2 separate regions of the Zea mays genome follow, and region 2 is linked to region 1. Evidence: chromatin contacts called from public Hi-C data. All regions are on one chromosome and are shown on one strand. The core of a region is the stretch at or near the end of the contact, and the rest is flanking DNA. Distances in the headings are between cores, read along the strand shown. Region 1 holds the start of LOC100382256 (sugars will eventually be exported transporter4a). Region 2 has its middle 51 kb from the start of LOC103629915.

The links. Hi-C and Micro-C count contacts between places; a contact is called where the count stands out from the background.
Region 2: a contact with region 1 is called in a Hi-C map of tassel, with 2.4 times the contacts expected there. The contact joins the enhancer-like site here to the promoter of LOC100382256 in region 1. A contact is called at or near these places in 3 of 25 Hi-C or Micro-C datasets (bundle sheath, ear and tassel).

What each region holds. Positions count from the first base shown.
Region 1 is chr5:129,543,117-129,546,015 of Zm-B73-REFERENCE-NAM-5.0, forward strand. It overlaps LOC100382256 (sugars will eventually be exported transporter4a), which reads right to left and starts at 1,389. Exons shown (of 5, transcript NM_001175008.1): 1 at 1,205-1,389; 2 at 644-680; 3 at 62-440. The coding sequence starts at 1,247.
Region 2 is chr5:129,944,197-129,947,095 of Zm-B73-REFERENCE-NAM-5.0, forward strand. No RefSeq gene overlaps it. Among protein-coding and RNA genes, the nearest start is that of LOC103629915, 51 kb to the right of the region's middle. Within about 2 kb of position 1,530, at least 11 of the 20 cell types and tissues checked have an H3K27ac peak or open chromatin away from gene starts, as enhancers often do. A contact at or near this core is called in tassel, where this site is marked.

The DNA of each region.
Region 1 (2,899 bases), core at 139-2,638:
CGGCCGACAGGAGGGCGAGAGTCGTTCGTATATATATATATACGTACGTACGCGTACGTACCATGACGGAGAGCGGGGCGGCGTACATGCCGGTGCCGAAGAGGACGCAGAGGATGCCGACCACCATGGACCTGCGCTCGTGCGTGTGCGCCAGGCTGAGCACCAGCGCGGCGACGGCGCCGACGAAGCCCACCTCGGCGGCCAGCAGCAGGACCACCTTGCGCCGCGCAGCCCCCACCGAGTAGAGGAGGAAGAGCGCCACGTAGGTCAGCTGGATCGCCATGCCGGTGCCGTTGATGGTGATCACCAGCATGCTGTGCGGGTGCACCGCCGGCAGCCCGTACAGCACCCACATCATGCAGTTCAGCAGCGTCGCCACGTACGGGATCGGCGAGTACTGCTCCACCGACCCTTTCTTCCAGATGCGGATGAACGTAGGCCTGTACGTCACATGTATATATATGTGAGTGTTATATATGCATTCATACATGCCATGCATACGTCGTACGAATTGTCGAATTGTATGTATGTATGCGCACGTACTAGCTAGTACTATGATTATATTGTTGCATGTTTTTTAAAACTTATTTTTTTTTTTGTTTCTTACTGTACTGAGAGACAAAATGAATGAATTGATTCTTACACTGGGGAGAGGAAGAGCACGAGTGCAGTTCCATTGCCTGCAACAAATAGTAGACAAAAACAAAAAATTAACAGAGAGGTGAATATTTAATAACCAGCTTGACGCAAGAACGAACTCTGCAATTGAATCATACTGTAGTGAAAAAAAACATGACCAAGCTAGTATGAGAAACAAAAATGTTTAGATCTCCAGGAAACCCGGGGAATTAATAGGTTAAGGCTTCATTGACAAGGATATGAAAAAGAGCTTGTGACGAGGACATCTGGAATTCTAGACATGCATGTGCAAAGCTTGGCAAAAGGAAAAAAAGAGGTGGATAGAAACTAATAAAGGAGGAAGTGAGCGCGTGCAGGCAGGAAGGCTGGAGCATGAAAACAGCCCGGCAACCCACATGACCTGCTAGTGCCATCTACCAAAGGGAGGCAGCAAGCAACCAGCAGGCTCCAGGCTGGCCTTCTCTGCTGCATACATGTTGCAGCATGCTCTGTGCGTATATGCGCGTTCTATGCAGAGGTACGGTACGGTACGGTACAGTCCGCGCAGGTATTGACGATTACTCACCGATGACGCCGATGGCCGTGCGGATGGTGTCCGGGGAGATCATGGTCGCCGCTGGCTTGGGGAAGCTGATGGCGCGAGGGAGAAGACGATGGGAGATATGGGTAGGACGACGCTGGTGAATTATGGAACGGAGGCGGGACACAAGAGACGAGGGATGGAACGAGAATTGAATGAGCTGATGAAGCTCCTCTCTGGTTCTTGGTGAGTGATGAGCGAGTGAAGCAGGGGGGCTGCTTAAATAGAATAGAGGTGGCTGGTGGTTCCCCTCCAACGCTCTGGCCACGGCCGGCCGCGGGTATCGGGGCCCGCCCTCGCCTCCAGCTCTATCTCTATCTGACTCCCTCTCGCTATCCTGCTGTGTAATCAGCTCTCCCTCTCAAGCGTCTCCTTTTTTCGGTGTACACACTGTTCCTCTCGGTGGGTCTATCTAACATAACAGCGGGCACCCAACTCAGGGAACTAGAATGGATCGGAGCCAGCCACACCTAGCCGGCCAACTCTCTCGTGTTCCTCTTTTCCTTTTCATCTCTGTTTCTTTCTTCACTCTTGTAAGTTAGGTGCAGCATCACAGCGTTTGCACCGTGTCGGGGTTCAGTCGATCTTGTTTACACATCTCGGGAGAAGCACAATTTTCTTCGTAGCTACCAACACTAGGCACGAACGGCCTCACGTACAAAATCTCATCAGCCATGTGGACATTATTACAAGTTTGTATTTATCATCTGCAGTACAACCAACAAACAAAATACGACAGAATACATACCAAAAGCATCATCATACATTGGACATAATAACACCCTCTAGCAGATTGACAGTACTAGGGTCTTCAAAGCCTTGTAATGGTGTCTTTTAGAGGTTGTTTTGTGTAAAATTAGTCATATTTTGTAAAAGTCATTGTATTCCTTGATATTTAACAAATATTCCTTGATAAAAACCACAAGGGGAACTTGATTAGAAAAAAAAAAGGCATGGACATAAGCCCTACTCGCGATCTGTGTCAACAATCTGATGAAGACAGCTATCACATAATCTTCAGATGCCCAATCGCCCGCTCGTTCTGGCACGAGTTTGGCGGTGCCCCAACCGAACATCTGACGACCAGCAGACCTTGGGAGATTAAGCTGCCTTCGTTCCCACATCGCATATCAGCACAGGAACACCGTCATCCATTTATGTTGCTGAACCTGTGGATAAACCGGCACGCAACAGTGTTTCGAGGTGCAAAACCATCCATCCAACGACTTGGGTTCTGTTTGTTTCCTTATATGATTATATAATTCAGCTTATAAGATTATATAAGCATCTAATGACCTATTTATAGATTATTATAATTTAAGTATCTTGATTATATAATCCACCTAATAATCTATGTAGTTCGTTTGTCTATTAACTTATTTGAGCTGAATTATATAATCTAGAGGATAAACAACAGGGCCTTCATCGACAATGTGCTAAAGAGGCTCGACTTTGGGGATGCAGAATTATAGGACAAGCTAGTGAAGTTGGAGTCTGGTGTAGTTACTTCAATTCAATATAATGTAATCTTCCCTATAATCTCACCACCCAATAATGTAATCTAATCCTCCTTTCCTGTAAGATCACTGAGGCTTTGATATGCGCGATGATGAAAAATCCTCTATTCCTTGAGATGATTACTATGGACTGGAATAAGTTGAGGCCTCTTTTAATTTGCCT
Region 2 (2,899 bases), core at 280-2,779, 400 kb after region 1:
CACGTCATGTGTTTAGGTTTACCTTGCAAGGATAAAAACTTGATTCGAATCGTCTGCTTCTCGCAGCTAATGAGACTGCTTGATCCATGCTGCTACATTGAGTAACAAGTGGAAATGTGTTGACTTGGCAAAAGTTGTTGATTGCTAAATGCTTGATACCATGTATGATTAGATAGGTACACATTTAGTCTTAAGAGAGTCACACTAAAACTTGAAAAGCTAAAACTTGATTTTAGACTCATCTAGCGCTTTTGGCAAACCCAACCCCTCAGCCAAACAGCTGCATGTCTAGAGGTAGAGGAGTAGACTCCTCACACCGGGTAAGTCTAGCTGAGTATTAGTATACTCAGCCTTGCTTGTGGCATAATTTTACAGGTTCTCTGGAGGACATGGTTGGTGGAGTGACTTGGCAGAGGAGGAGCATGAGGAGTGATGAGACAGGCTTCCCCATCTCTCAGTTTATTTTCTGTTAGTTTATTCCGCTGCATTCTGAACAATGATCACTGCTTTTGCTAAACTCTGATGATGTTGTAATAAATTTAATACTCCTTAATGTATGGTTTTATTTTTTATTGTATTTGCTCTGTGCCTCACCATCGAGTGAGTACGTGGTACTTGATCCTGGTAGTGGCCTTGTCGGACTAGATCCGAGGGACTGACGTTTTATTCCCATTTAAGTGTAGTCTAGCCTTTAAGGTGGGACTTAGGCACTTAAGTTGGAATAATTCGGACGGTTCCGCCATAATTTGCCATGCCAATTTCACTAGTCATAAAATATGGGTGAGGGGTGGATAAAGAGTGCTCGGGCACACCCTTAAAGTATGTGGATAACTTTTTTTACCACCTTCAATGATTCCTCTTCACAAGATCTTAAGATGTTGTGGAGTTCTTCTCTTTTTTGCCATGCTTTTGCATGATTTCCATATGCCCATTTGTCATGTTTTTCTCAATCTATCTATTAGTATTGAAAAATAAAAAACGTATTGACATTATCGAAATATTCAAACTAATTAACTTAAAAACTAATCATCCAATACATCAAAGGAAACAGGTTTACCAAACTAATATACTAATAAGTAAACTAATCACTTAATAAATAATATTTATTAGCTTAAGAAACATATATTACATGGCCAACTAATGAAAATTATATTCATTATGACATAGACTCAAGCACAGCACATTCCTGAGCAGGGCGGGCGGGCGGTAGGGGTGGCACCAACGTGGGTGGATGGACTGCACAAGCAAGGCTCCAAGACTGGCATGGCCACGCGATCGGGTGGGACGATTGGATCTGCATGGGCGATAGAGCAGGGTGGTTGAGCTAGATGTTGGAGGGTCTAAGAAGGTTTGGGAGTTGTGCTAGGGCCGTGCATATGGTTGAGGGCTTGTTTACTAGTGATGGATTGAGGGAGATTAAAAAGAATTAAATCTTTTCGTATCTAAAATTATATAGAAAGAGATGTAATTCCTTCAATTTCCTCTAATCCAAATGCAACTGAAAGGACTAAGTGGGTTGGCTGTGGTGACAAGTCACGGTGGTGTACGAGGCGATGGGTGCAGTGCGGGCATGTGGTAGACGTCATTGACGCGTGAGGGCATACCTGTGGTCAAAGGGATGTAATTTCAATCGACCATGTGTGCTCAAATTCCGACACTATGCAAAATTAGGCCCATGTAAGGGCTAGTTTGGTAATTTTTTAAAGGGAAAATAAACTAATTTTTTTGGTAAAATGGAAATTATTTGGTAAAATAAGGTTGCCAAACAAGCACTAAAGGAATTTTAGTCGGTCCTGTTGTTCTGAAAATTGCTTTATTTCTGTGGGCTATACTTCGGTCGACAAAAGATTGTCCAATTTTCGCTGGCTACCCAAACAACACACGAAACTTAGATCCTGTTTGTTTACCATTTAAATAATATAATCTAGTTTAAATAAGTTGAGAGGTAAACAAACAACACAGATTATTGTGTATTATGTAATCTAGATGCCTAGATTACAATAATCATAGGTATTTATATAATCCATAAAGTGGATTATATAATCTTAGAATAAAACAAACATGGCCTCAGTGAAACGACGAGGTTTTTTTGCAAATCCTGCAGTAAAGACCATGATGTTGATAGCAACTAGCTAACACTTAAAGTAACAGAAATTGTTTAATGGGCAAGACCATGTGAGATTTGGAGAAGAATCCAACGATACGGTGGTGTAGCCATCAGTCTGACAAGGCACGGTCCCACGTATAATCATGATTCTACCGGTCATTAGCCATCGAAAATAAACAACGGATTAAGCAAGGTATTTGTTCTTTCGGTGAGATCGATCGATATCACGATTCGCTTCCACACCAAGTTATTTTAGTTACCGGTGTGATCTTGTTGGGCTCCACGTACACGTGTGTTCTGTGCGCTTTTTTGTCATACATGCGTGACATGCACTTATAGTTGGGAAGCATGCAGGCAGTGTCAATGGGCAAGCACTTGTCACCCAACATAATTTAGTAGTAATTAGCTTCTCACAGTTTTTTTTTATCTTGCATGCATGCTTACGTTGAGTCCACGCTAATAACATTGCATAATAAACAACTTCTTTACCTTATCCAGTTGATGTAGTTGGGGGCAAGGCAACGGAGCTGCATTAATTCATCCGCGGCCCCGGCCTTTTATTTCTCAGCAGAGCTGGCCGATGTGGCTGCCGTTCTCGCAGCTAGGACCCCAAAAACCTCTCAAAAACTAAGCTAGGACCCCCCTTACACACACAAAAAAAAACCTCGTAGTCTCAGTCAAACTAATAATGGAGTAACGTCCAGCTGACAAGACGAATTTGATGCCACCCTCTATCCTGAAGACCATATTCTGAACGCTCTCTTAACTTTTAGTCATCATCCACATTCCACA